Regions from separate parts of the Sus scrofa genome. Here region 1 is linked to region 2. Evidence: chromatin contacts called from public Hi-C data. All regions are on one chromosome and are shown on one strand. Each heading gives the region's core, a stretch centred on a gene start, on an enhancer-like site or on the middle of the called end of the contact. The rest is flanking DNA. Distances are from core to core; before and after follow the strand shown. Region 1 holds the start of ZNF608 (zinc finger protein 608). Region 2 overlaps ZNF608 (zinc finger protein 608).

The links. A called contact is a pair of places that touch in the nucleus more often than the background predicts.
Region 1: a contact with region 2 is called in a Hi-C map of skeletal muscle, with 4 times the contacts expected there. The contact joins the promoter of ZNF608 here to the enhancer-like site in region 2. A contact is called at or near these places in 17 of 47 Hi-C or Micro-C datasets (alveolar macrophages, brain, embryonic fibroblasts and 10 more) and 1 of 2 datasets of contacts at active chromatin or transcription factors (skeletal muscle).

The regions. Positions count from the first base shown.
Region 1 is chr2:128,154,623-128,161,406 of Sscrofa11.1, forward strand. ZNF608 (zinc finger protein 608) reads right to left here and starts at 2,147. Exons shown (of 13, transcript XM_005661601.3): 1 at 1,518-2,147; 2 at 1-469. The coding sequence starts at 273.
Region 2 is chr2:128,067,360-128,074,468 of Sscrofa11.1, forward strand. The region is part of intron 3 of ZNF608 (zinc finger protein 608); the gene reads right to left. Among named protein-coding and RNA genes, the nearest start is that of ZNF608, 86 kb to the right of the region's middle. Within about 2 kb of position 1,887, at least 12 of the 83 cell types and tissues checked have an H3K27ac peak or open chromatin away from gene starts, as enhancers often do. A contact at or near this core is called in omental adipose tissue and skeletal muscle, where this site is marked.

The DNA.
Region 1 (6,784 bases), core at 897-3,396, 88 kb after region 2:
AGAGGGCTGAACAGAAGCAAATTTTAGGCCATCAGCTAAGGCTGCGGTAGCACCGGCCCCACTTGAGGCCAAACCTCCACAATCCTTGGAGTTGCTGCTGCTAGTGGTGGTGGTGGAATTATTCATTTCAAATTTCTGTCTGTCCTTCTCCAAATCAGCGTCCAAATCAATTATTAAATTTCCAACCCCGATTTCCCAATCATCGCCACTGTCATAAGTATCAACCGTATTTGGATCCACACCTTTTCCTGCCGTAGAAATGTTCACTGACATCCTGAAGATGAGCTCTCTAGAATAAAAATCCGATGAACTTTCCTTTGGAGATGAGGGGACATTCGTTTAGCTCCGCTGGGCTTTCTCTTAAAAAAAAAAAAAAAAAAAAAAAAATCTTCTAATCTTCCTCTTCTTTTTCCTGCCCCAGGAATGTGTCCAGGGATTTTTACACCCTTCAGTCCAGGTCCACCTTTTCCTGTGAAGGGGGGAAAAGTCGAATATTTCTTGTCTGGGTGTTACCAGAATAAAAAACGATTAATACTGGGGAGTCAGTAAGGGGTACAGGGAAGGATGGAGAGTAAAGTGGTTCATGTATTGTCTCCACAGTCCAATATCAGGTTTAAAGGAAAATAACCAAACCCGAAAAACATACCCATGACAGTAAGCATCTCACAGTAGCTAAAAAAGAAAAACCCTTTATGAACAGCACAAGGATAATCACTTTTTTAAAGGCATCAAAATATCTTAAGGATCTGAGTCAAGTCCAGAAAGGTTTAAAAAAAAAAAAAAAAGAGAGTTTAGGATTTTTTCTTTCTGGCACATACACATGATAACAACCCCAGAAACACAGCCTGAACACTCAGACAAGAGGAAGGAACACGCTTTAAACATCCTTAAACATGTCCTAGATCTTGCAATTTAAAAGACCAGACCCTGGAAGTTCTCTGAGACTAGTTTCAGAATGATGTTACTAAATTCTTCTCATTTCTAATTTTATTACTTCTTTTTACAAATTGTCTGGGCAATCTGTTTTTGTTCCCAGTAAGGAACAGGAAAAAAACAAAAAAAAAAGAAAAAAAAAACAAACAACCAATACGCCCCCCCATACCCATACCCCCTCTCCTATCCTGTCTTTCCCAACAGTTAATACAATTTTATTCTTGAAATATACACACGTCTTTAAGAGCATTTCTCTATTAAAGAAAAGACAGTGTTAAATAAAAGGCTAAATATCTGCCTTTGGAGAGAAAAAAAATTACATCTAAACAATTCTACCGTATTCCTAGGTCACAGACTTGCTCAGTCTGTTAAATATGGTGCTACTGACTGTACGGGAAACTGATTAAGACATACACTTTAAGTGATCTGCGCCAAGGTGGCCTCAATGACCGCAAATGAGTGTGTGTTTGACAAAGATCAGTTAAAACGGTTTTTAAAGGGATCAGCCCCTTTTTAACAGTTGTCAAGAAAAAAAAAATAAATATACATACACACACACACACACACACACAGACATTGCTTACCTTTAATCCTTTATCATTTTTTAATTAGGCCAGCAAATCAAAATGCCTTTCCCACTCCACTCGGCAAACAAGCCTGTGCCTCATTTTACTTAAACACCAAATGATCAAGAAGGAAGGAACCAAATAACACATCTCAGCCAGAATAATCACTCGATAACATTATTCCACCTCCCCATCCCCCTTTTGGCAAACGAATCAGTCCTTTTCTCCTTAAAAAAATGTGTCACTGTACAGCTGGAAGATAATGTTTCACATTCACAACAGAAGCACCAAAAGGGTTTTTTCCTCTTAACAAGCATCGAGAATAATAGTTTTTTAAAAAAAGAGAGCGAGCTTAGAGAAAAAAGTTTTCCCAACTTCTCATTCCGCCTTCAGTTCCAGACTTCAGAGTCACCGTGATCAGTAAGTAATGATCCCATGTAGCAAACCTACAGGCGTCCGCTAGTAACAAGACAGAATGTGCTAACATCGGGATAAATTAGTGAAAGGGAAGAAAGAATAAGAAGAAAGGACTGAAAATCTGGGCTGGATTCCGCCTGTTAGTCGGGAAGTGGCATTTTTCCGCCCGTCCTGACAGATTTGATTTCTTGAACTAACTTAAGAGGAAAGGAGGGGGACGCGGGGGGTGGGGAGGGGGGAGGAGGAAAGGGGGGGGACGAGAAGCCCGGCAAGAGGAGAACAAGAAAGGTGCGAGGGGGAGGGGAGCAGAGTATTCAGGGAGCTGATAAACCAGTTTTAACAGCCTTCGCTCGGGGCGGGGGTCGGCGGGGTGGGGAAAATAACGGCGTTTAAAATTGGTTCAGTCTTCGAAACCTAAAGGATGTGATGTTTTCCTGTTTTATGTTGTTTTAAGAAAAAGGAACCGAGTTCCTAGTATAAGTCCCTGAGGGGGAGAAAAAAAAAAAAAATCTGCTGTCGCTCAAGTCAATCAGTCATGTGGTAATTCGATAATTAGAGGGGAAAAAAAAAAGATTTTTTTAAGGCGACCTTTTTCAGGACAGTTTTTCCCATTTATAGTCGCAGCAAACGGTGCGTCTCCTTTTTATTTATTTTTCTCTCCTCCTCCTCCCTCGCCCACCCCCTCCTGTGTTTAGTCAGATGGCCCCAGAGCTTGGCTTAGTATTTTTAATTAGCTGGCGTTTGGAAGCTAAAAGCAGTAATGAATTGTTGATGGATTGGAAGTGGAGAGTCGCTTTGCTGGAAATGTCGGGGCTGGGAGAGGGGGATGGGCGAGTTAGCAACAACCAACCATCTAAAAGAAGCGATTTTGTTACAGTGCAAGCCTTTCACATCACGTGAGGATCAAGGGCTCAATTGGTTGTCGTGAGAACAAAAATGGTGACAAGCGTATCAAGAAAATACTGATCTGGTCTTTAAAAAAAAAGCTGAAGGTCTCTCCCCTCCCCCTGCACACACTCTCCCCACCGCCGCCTCCCCCCACCCCCGCCCTTGCAGTGGGAGCAGCTACAAGTTATGAATGTGAAACATTTCTCGCAGATCTAGGCTCGGAAGTTCGGAAGGAGTGAAATGTAATGAGCACAAGAGCAAAGCAGATGTTTTAAAGAAACACCTTATAAACCTTTCCTCAACTTATCTCCAATTTGTCGGCTTTCCCAAGGGGCCGGGATGGGGACGACCAGGCGAGCGGGGAGGGCACTTCCAAGCTACTTGGATTTTAGGGACCCCCCCCCCACCAATGTCTTAAACAAAGAAAAACATTTTGCTAGCTCCCTAGGCAGGTCCTGTAATAAACACACCATTGTTACTATTTGTGGGTTTGTTTGGGTTGGGTGGGGCTTTTTTTTTTTTTTCTCCTTAATGGTGTTTTTGCTGCTTGCTTTTTTAAGGAGGTGGAAAACGGTAATTATAACCATTACATGTAATGGGTGACTATTCCCTTGTTTAATATTAAATTATTGGGCACTAGATGTGACAAGAGACAGAAATCGGCTTGCTCTGCCCTTGCCCCCATTTTCCTGGCTCGGTTTGGAAGAGGGTCCTGCCCAGCTAGGATAGGAGAGGGTGGGGTGAGGTGCGCTAGAGAATGGACACTGCAGATCAGGATTTGTAACTGTGTCACTTTTATTCTCCTTGGGTTAGAGCCCAAAAGGTAATTTACTCTAAGTTACCCCAAGTGCCCAGTCAAGCTTAATTTGTGTGAAGAAGTTACAAATGCTTCACCCTCCACTGAATAAAAATTCACCCTTCTTGGGTTGTTGTTCTCAATGCAAAAGCCAAACCCTGTAACTAGTTCCTCATTTCAATGCATAAAACTCGCACATTCCCCTGCATGAAGTCCCCGCTAAGTGCTATATAGAGACACACCACGCAACCGTACTTACGGTCTGTATTGGATCGAGTTGACCTTTTCCTTCTAACTGCATTGAATGTGTTTAGTTGCAGCCGCTTTATTTTGGAAATTATAATCTCTTCAACAAATTTATTATTAAAGAAGATGGACCATCAAATGTCACAGACCGTCCTGTGTATTTTTTATAAAAGCAAAAATTAAAATTAAAAAAAAAGAAAAATCCCCCTGGTGCACACACACAACAAGCTTGTTCTGCAACACTGAAATCAGGACTGAAACACAACACACACACAGGGGGAGTGGAGCAAAAGGAGCTCTCAGCCTCTATACCTGAAAGGGACTTTTCTTTGTTCCCATTGCCCTTTCTCATCCGGCCAATCAGAGAGCAGCTTTTATGAAACTGGGCTCTCTCATTGGCTAGCTGCTTTCTCTTGGCTACTGTAGGGGGTTGAGATATACACACGTATAAAACACACACTGAGAGCGGGTGGGGGTGCGGTGGGGGGTGGTTGTGGAGACAAAGCGTTTTATTTTCCAACCAGATTGGGGTTGAGGAACCTCCTGCAGTAAGATGGGGGAAAAAATGGTGCGCCTGTTTCAATTACTACATCATTCACATAAAATACTTATTTATTAAAACAAATCTCAAACAGGCTGCGAGGAGAGGATGTCGGTAAATACAAGTTTGATTGTGTTATCTTGGGGGAAATAATGTATGTGATCGCTCGGTGGCAGAGGGAAGCCAAATGAGCCACTAGCGCGTAGCGAGCGAAAAGGGAGCCTGGCTGTGTGGAAATAACTGCGAGCGTTTTGCTGGCTTCCCTTCCGTGTTGCAAGGACTCGGCAGCGCGAACTCCCAAGACTGATTTTCTGTATTGAAGCTTCTGGCTTTCAACCCTTCCCCACCACTTTGCCCTTCTTCCTTTTTTTTTTTTTTTTTTTAATCCCTGTGTCTCTCATTTTACTCGCTGATTAAATAAGAAAAATCGATCTGGGGGTGAAGGCGGCGGTGAGGAAACAAGTAACCCTTTTGTTCCCAGTCTTCTGGTCCACAAGCAATGAAGTGTGAACACTGGCAACCATTTAACCACCACTACGTCAAAGGTTCTTCCCTGGAATTAGTAACAAAGCTTTCCACCTGGTCCTAGGCGCTCCAAAAAAATAAAAAATAAGGTCCCAGCCAACCATATTAACACCTCGGGTCAGACTCATTTTTTTAAAAAATCGATTTGTGGGAGATAAATACACTAGGAAGATTAACCCCTTAAACAGTCCCTGTACCATTTTTAAACGGAAGGATTGTCAGAGTTCTCCTTCCCCCAAATCTTTAACCCTACCTTGGGGAGAGAGGGGTGTCAGAGTCCACTGAATACTGCACCTGTGCAGTCCACCAAAAACACAAACATATTTTAGAATTTATTGTAGGACAAATGCCAACAACCAAGTTAATGGGACTCTGAGGTCACAGGACAAGAAAAGTTAATGTGAAATAACAAGTTCAGTATTGTACTGTAACAGCGAAAATACTTAGGCTAATGTATTTATATATATTAAGCTTTTAAAGTCCCTTTAGTTTTAATTTTTCATTGTTATTAAGAGCTGTAATATGGAAATTTTAAAATCAAACGGTGCTCTGAATTTAATAAAAAGCAAGTTTTAAAGATCCAACACTACTGGGTTTGTAATTTCCACATGACAACTGCAATTTAAGTCTTAACTGAGTCAAGTGGACACAAAGCGACTTAGACCTAGCAGAAGATGGCTTATGATATAAATATCCAATGATGATTTTGTGGGTCAGTGAAGATATTTAAGTTACATGTTTTAAGTTATGGCTGTTGACTCATATTTGGACTTTTAGTATATTTAGTTCCACTTTTTAAAATGCCTATTAGTTGTTTCACAACCCAAGATGACCTAGATTTGATGCTGCAAATAGTACGAAGTAGCAGTTTCCATACTTTGCTGAGGTATGTAAACTAGAGGAATGAAATTTATGTCTTTAGATCTCCTTAAATAGATTTGTATTCAAATCAAAGATGTACATTAACAAATAAAATGGGGCAGATGAGACAATCTGATATCTACTTATACTCCATTTTAACTATGACGTTTGTTTTATATCTTTGAATGTACACATTTTACAATTTGTGTGTGTCCCATTGATAAGAGGACATACACAATGATTTTTTAACTTTGCTTCTTTCTTTCACAAGAACGGTTCCTCAAAGAACCAGATTACTCAGGCACTCCCAGTCTCCTTGGAGTATTATCTATATTTCAGCCTTTGGAAGACCATGGCTATCCCATGTGTGATATCAGCTTGGAAAAAATCAATGATTAGCTCTTAAAATCACTATACTTGAAAAGGCATAGAAAATAAGACCTGATGAAGTTCAAAAAGGATAGAAGCATTCCTCCAACACACTCCCTGGGTAAAAGCAAATCACAGGTTCTGCAACAGAGATTTAGTAAAACTAATACTAGTTTAGGCTTCCTAATACTCAAATAATCTGCTCTAACTTCCACACCCAACTCTAACTCTTAAACCTTTTTCATAAACCCCATAGTGAGTAAAAGATAAAGGCTTCTGCCAAATTCAATCACATATTTAACCCAAACCATTCTGGATAAACTCAAGCTCTTTCCTTCCATTCCAACATCTCCACACCCTATTCACAACCCACCCCCACCCCCTGCCCTCCAAGTTCTGCCAAGAGACTTGAATCAGCCAGAGTTGTTCTGCTGGCTTTGTGTGTGTTTGTTTTGTTTTGTTTGACAAAGGGGCCAATCAAGAGACACCAGAGGGCTATCAGCTAATTGATGAATGACATTAAGATAATTAACTACCAGCTTAGAAAATCAGAGCTACTCCCCTCAGAAAATTGGGAAGTTCTACCACATTTTAGAAGAGGAAATTTTATCTTCATCGCTCATCTAGACCACAGGAACGGAC
Region 2 (7,109 bases), core at 637-3,136:
AACGAGTCTCCTGAACCTGCCTCAACAAGGGCACGGACACTTAGCCAGGTTGCGTCAAAAGCCACCTCTGTGCACCCAAGAGGATGCTTTTCAGATTGTGATCCATTAAGACTCGGCCCAAACCTAACAGGTAAAAGTTAATGGATGAAGGAGGGGAGGAGGCAGAAAGGGAGGAAGACAGAAGAGACGCAACAGAAAACACAGCCTCAGAAACAGACATTTGGAGCAATTTAAATGCATTAACTGAACAGGAACATGTGCAGAGTACATGTTCGTGGGTACACATTTGTACAAAGAGGTTTCATTTCTTGTCTTTGATGGAATGTTTCAGGAAGGTGTGCCTTGAGGCTTGATAACACGGAGATAGGCAATGGCACCATTCTGGTTTCTGGGGCAAAGTTCTAAATTCGTATTTTCTCCTGCTCCTTCACAGGCACGCATTAGTGTACATGAAATCAGATGCACTTAGATGAATGGTTTCCAGGGCCAGCAGGTTCCTCAGGCCCTCTCTCTCTTTTTTTTTTTTTTTTTGTGGCACCATTTCCTCACTAGAGTAGCAGAATGATTTCTCATCCCCTGGGCCCCCTTTTCTTTTCTCCCTGGGAAGACAAGGGTTCAATGCCAACAGTAACAGAATGGACTCGCCTCCCCCAGTCCAGTCTGACAAGCTTTAATTATTAGCTCGTTAGGAGATCATTTTTTCCCCTCCCTTTAAATATAAGCATTCAAAAGTTTGAGAAAGGTATTTGATAAGCATTTACTGAAGTTAGCCTGTCAAACGCCATGATAATGACACGGTTATTGCTTTCTTACCTGCTGATACAACGTTCCTTTAAGAGTGTTATTCTAGGAGACAGCTCTGTACCAGGGGCCCCTGGCAGCCAAGAGACAGCCAAGATCCCCCAGAAGGAGAGGAAAACCGCCTCTACACGCTCCCACTTTTAGCCTCGCATGCCACTGAAGATAAGCAACTGAAAGAATGCAGGCCTTTCAAATCATCAGGTCCAGTCGTTTCCTGCACTTAATATTAACTACAGGATCTTTTCAGCTAACCACGTCTACAGCCAGGATACCTCCACAATGCTGTTTCTTCAACTTGAAAACCAGAGAATAGTAAAACCAGACCAAAAATATCCTGAAGGCACAAAGTCCCCCCTATACCACTGCCCCTAAAAGCAAGTACCCTGGGGGGCAAAGGGGGAAAAAGGCACAGGAAGCCATGAATGTGTCAAGTCATTTAGCAGATACCCGTCTCCCACCCCGACCCCCCTCCCACGCCCTACCCATTCCAAGTGAGGCAGAAGTCTGTTTCTTGCCCATTGCTCCCCCTCTGGTGGAAGCAACAGAGGCAAAGTAACTATAAGATGAATGAAACTGAGAGATACAAAGGAAATAAAATCTAAGACTGAAAACCCTCACAGACTTGGGGGAGGGGGTAGACTTGCGAAAGAGAAGACGAAGGTATCAGTTCACTCAACACCTCTCCTCATCTGTCTTCCTCACGAACCTCTTGGAGCGCCATCCAGGTGGGAGATGAGCCGTTTAGATTGAGATGCTAGTGCACAGCTTGTCAGAATCTGCGTAACACAACTCTAGATTTCAGGACTGCGTTTTTAAAGTCATTTCCTACCATCCCCAGTCCTTGAGCTACAAGGAGACAGTGGGAAGCAATTGACAATTATACTCACATCAAAAAGCTGCTACTGATGCATGTATCTCCCTGGGACTGAAGAGCCAGGCTTCATATAAATTATGATGCTTTATTTAAAGCCAGAGCGCTTATTTGCTTTTGTGCCAGCTCTGGGCCCCTTTCATCTGCAGCTCTACCGGGCCCAGGAGAGCACACATTCCTACAGCTCTGCTGGCCACCAGCTGTGTCCCTGTAAATCATAAAACCTCTGAACAAGCCATTCTTTACAAAGGCCAACAGCATTTACTGGAAATGATCACTCTGCTATTATTCCACTTGCTGAAATTTAAAATAGCAATTTACAACAGCAGCTGAAAAAGAGGAACTGCCTCTCAACCGTGTGCGTGCATGTGTTTGTGTGTGTCAATGGAAGGCTCTGCATGTGTAGGGCATGAATTTTGTGGGGTTTTTTTTCTTTTCCTGGCCGCACCCGTGACATGTGGAAATTCCCGGACCAGGGATGGAACCTGTGCCACCACTGCGACCTGTGTCCTAGCTGCAGCAATTTGGGATGTTTAACCTGCTGCACCACAAGGGAATGTCCCAAAGGGGTGTAATTTTATGTGTCACCTAAAATTCACCATCTTTGCATATCTAGAAAGGAAACAAGGAATGCAGATCTCAGAAAAAACGAGAAATCTGCACCCTCACAATGAAAGGCAATGAGATGGATGAGATTTCTGCCCTTGGGGGGACCCTCCCTCTCACCTGGGGGTGGCCATGCCCAGCAAGCAGCGTGGGAGGTAGTTGGCATCCTCTGCTTAGTGAAGCCACAGAGTTATGGCTCAGGCTCGGAACTTAATTTAAACAACAACAACAACAAAAAAAAAACCTGAAGGAATTAAGTTTAATCAAGCTCAGTCTGCAGTGGATTTTCTTCAAGGACCAGACAAGGGAAAAAGAATAAGAGTGCCTGGGGATTGAAGAGAACAGCCTAAGCCCCTGAAGAGATGGCTCCGGAGACAGACCCACAGGGCTCAAAGCCTGCTTCTTAGCTGTTTCACCTTGAACTGCACTTTTCTGAGCTTCAGTTTCCCTATCTATTAAGTAGGAAAAATATGACTATCAAAGAAGGTGTCATTTATGGAAGCAGTTAACCTGGGTAGTATCACAAAATAGTCACTCAGCAAATGGACTTTGTCTTCCTCACCTCTTTGCCTCTCTTATGACCTGGGTCCACCAGCCGAAGGAGGCAGGGAGATGCCCAAATACTAAGAATTCCCCGTGCCACAATACAGCCAGCAGCAGGCAAGCCTTCCTTCATGACTTCTAGTAAAGCATCCTCAGATACGGGCATCTACACTCATCATTCTATATTCTTGGTGACCGGGCTTATTGTAATGATTCTCTTAGAATCTCAGGAGCTACAAATTCCAACATTAAGGACCATTATTACTTCTATACCCACCACCAACAATTTCTTCTTCTTCTTTTTTTTTTTTTTTTTCTCTTTTACTTTTTAGGGCCGCACCCACGGCCTATGGAGGTTCCCAGGCTAGGGGACGAATCAGAGCTGTAGCCACTTGCCTATACCACAGCAACACAAGATCCGAGCTCCATCTGTGGCCTACACCACAGCTCACGGCAATGGCAACACCGGATCCCTAACCCACTGATCGAGGCCAGGGATTGAACCTGCATCCTCATGGGTACTAGTTGGATGGGTTCCTTAGCTGCTGAGCCAAGACAGGAACTCCGCCCACCACCAGTTTCAACCAATGAAAAGGCACCATCCAAGAGAAAAGCCACTGAGGAATGCAGTTCTCAATCTCTGAGCCCTCCTCTCTGGATGTTGGGGGGTAAGGAACCCTCACGTTTCAGGAACAGCAAAATGCACAGCTGACATTGGTCTCAATGACCAAAAAGCAAAATCCAAGGTCCCCAATACCTGGACAAGAGCAATTAGAAGGCTCTTCTCTTGGGGGGCAGGCAGGGGGTTACTGGCAAACTCGTCAGCTGCCCAGACCGGTTTCCCCGACAAGGATCCGAGGCCGCCTTCCCATCCTCCCCCACCCCACATTCCAAAGTTCTTACCTTTCAGGGAAGAAAACAGCCCCACAGAGTTACAAGTATTTCAATAACGTGCTTGGAGACCAGCTCTTTTCTGTAAACAAGCCTAATGAAGCGTGACTAATAGTGCTCTCGGAGCGCGGAGCGCAGGGAAAAGGGCCTTTGTTAGCACTTACTGGAGCAAGCCATCGTTTTGCTGGAGCAGAACAAAACTTAGCTGGTTATTGATTGACCAGCCTCGGTCAGTGTGGCAGCTTGGCTGTCTATTTCTATCTACCGTGTGTATACACACATGTGTCTATGTGGACGCAGAGATGCTGTCTACACACACTCCCGCATACACAGCCCCCTCAGCGAACTCGGGGTGACATGTCCTGGCAAACCGGCTGAAGGTCTCCAGGGCTCCAACTGAAACCTAACTCCTCTCTGATAATGTGCCTCTCTTCCCATCCTTGATGGGACCTCACATTACTCTCCCTGTTCTCAGTACCACCCGCCCCAATTCCAGAGCCTGTAAACCGACACCGGTGGTGCACGCTTCATTAGTTTCCAAAGTCACTAGGTTACATCCTAGAGGTGATTTACTTTGGGGTTTAAGACCTTCCAAACAGCTGCTGGTTCCTTGCCCCATTCACCTATTGATTCCGGAATTCCTGCAATCTAAGCTGCGGGGGATACATGCTAAATAAAAATCCCATGTTGACTGCAATTCTCCAAGTCTGCCTCAAGTGCTACTAACACACACAACAATGATGGTAGCAGGAAGCTCTGACGTGGACCCAGACGTCTCTTTTGGACCCACAAGACTTCAAGTCAAAACTTGCCTTCCTTGTGACTCTGAGCACAAATTTCCGTATAAATTATTGACTGCACTTTGGCCTCATCTGAAACATTACCCCGCAGGCTGATAAGTTCTGACCCCAGGTGGCACATCAAGCCTCTCAGAAGAGGCTGCAGCGTCAGTGCTTTGCGCTGGGGACTAAGGCGTGAGAGCCAATCCATCAGGCGCTCTGACAGCTTTTACGGCCTCCGAGCCTTAGGCCCAAGTCAACCTCCAAGACTCTCATTGTTCTCATTATTCTCTTCTTCTCTGGTCTGATGAAGTTAGGGTTAAGTCCAAGGCTTCAGGGAGAGAGAAAGGCTATTGTTAGTAACTCAGTCTTTATTGACTCTGACCTGCAGGGCAGCCAGCTTGAAGTCTTTTCCAGAAAGTAATGCACTGTTAATTGCTGCTCATCATCGGGGGTGTGTTTTATACACCTCTTTTCAACAGAGAGAAGACCTGACTCAACATTTAACATCTTTTCAGGTTGCCTTGTAATCCTCCAAACAGTGGAAACATACATCTGTGCGCGCGCACACACACGTTACACACCCACACCCACACGCAGGACCCAAATCTGATTTGTATCCACCACAGACCCTGAATCGCGAGTTCTAATACCAACACGGGCTGTTTGGCAGAACCACGCTAACACCTAGGAGGTGGCATATGGAACATCAAATAAATATTTTTTTTCACGGCAAATATCTGTACGGATTAGTACACGGGAAGAATGGATGGAGAAATGAGGTCAAAACATATTTCCTTCTGGTGTCCTTTGCTTAAAATAGCTACAGATCTGTTTCAGCTGAAACTGGTAGATTTGTGAGCAGCTAGCAGCAGACCGGATGGCCTCAGGGTGAAGGTACGAAATTCCACTCCAGCTTCCTTTGAGGAATGCAGCCCTCTGAAAAGGCTGCAGAATTACTGGTCCAAAAGAAAAAATGAGGCAAACCATGCCTTTCTTGCTCAAACAGGCCTCCTGGGGACAGAGGAGAGGAAGGCGGTGGCCAGGTCGGTCCCTCAAGTGCACTGGGTCCCTCAGGCACTCAGACCAAGCCAGCCGCACAGTTAGGTCCCACCCAAACCTGCTCAAATTGTTACCCAACAGCCTAGAGTCTGAATGCTGTCACACTGTTGACAGGGTGGAAATCAAATTTCTACCATACAGAAAAAAAAAGCACAAAAACACTATGGCTTGGTGTTTTACTTAGCTTTTGATTTAGAGATTCTGGGTCACAAAATTCTACCACCTTTAGCCACGGGATAGATTATGCTGCTTTATGTAGCATATCACTATATATGAATTAGTACCTAGAAATGCGTGCATGTTTTTTCAAGTGAGTCAAGGGAAAGCTCTTTTTTCAGTTCAGTTCTGCTCCATTTGTGTGTTTGATGGTATACCGACCTCAAGATACGTGGATGTAATAACGAGATTTGATGAGCTTTCCCAAAAGGTGAGAGTTAAAGAGATCGAAGTCTCTTGGTGCCTCAGACTACATATTCTGGTGCCATTCTCGTTCAACTCAACTTTAAAATTAAATCAGACTTTTCTAATTCAACCAAGAATGCCTGGTCAAAGCACATTAAACTCACAAATATCACTGGCTACCGTGGCCCACAACAGTACTTTTGGGAAAGTACGCAAAACAAAACTGCGTGGGTAGCCCGTTCTTATATAAGAGCTCTTCCCTGAGTGGTCCTTTGTCTCACGGCCCAGAAATAAGTGACGAAAAGATTCAGAGAAAAACCAACTAAAATATTCAAGTAGCTGCTGGATCTAAGGACAGACTACAAATTCTAAGTCTCGAGTTACGATAAAGATGAAAGCTTGTGCAAGGGACCAAATTAGTCACTAACACGTTGAAGGCTCTGGACACACTGAGCTGAGATTTGCTCCCGGAATCTTGATATAGTTGAATTTGAGGTCTCCTCTGAAGCTGCAAAGACGGCAATCCGAAACTAATAAGCACTAATTTTACACAACAGGCAGTTATTAACATGTGTGTTACTGTCCCCCCGCTGGGGGGGGGCGGTAAAGACAGAAAATAAATGTAAGAACGTTGACTAAGTGCTTTACTTAGGTGTAGGTCAGCAGGAAAAGTGTTTGTACACAGATTATCTCATTTATTTCTCAACGCCTACATGCCAGCTTTTTTATATTATTATTATTTTACCGACGAGCACTATTAACAGTATGAAAGTTTAACGGACTGACTCGCCCTGGTTAAAAAGTCAGATGTGACCCCAGGCAGGCTGACTTTTGACAGCACACTCCTCAAGGCACAGCAGAAGTTTACACGAACATGAGCTCACTGACAACCCAATGTCATGACGGAACTCCACATGCATGGATGGGGAAGATCAGAGTGACTCAAGAGAGGATCAGTGGTGTGCTGGGAGTCCTGAGACCCCAGGATGGCCTGCCTCTCTTCCCAGCTTCACGTCAGGCAGCACATTGGAAAAGCTTGAAATTGAGAACATGGTGAGAACATAGATACTTGATAAACCAGCTAACCCTACACTCCTTCCGCCCCAGCAACTCCCACCCCCAGAGCCGGTGGTTAACTATCCGCTAGCACATCA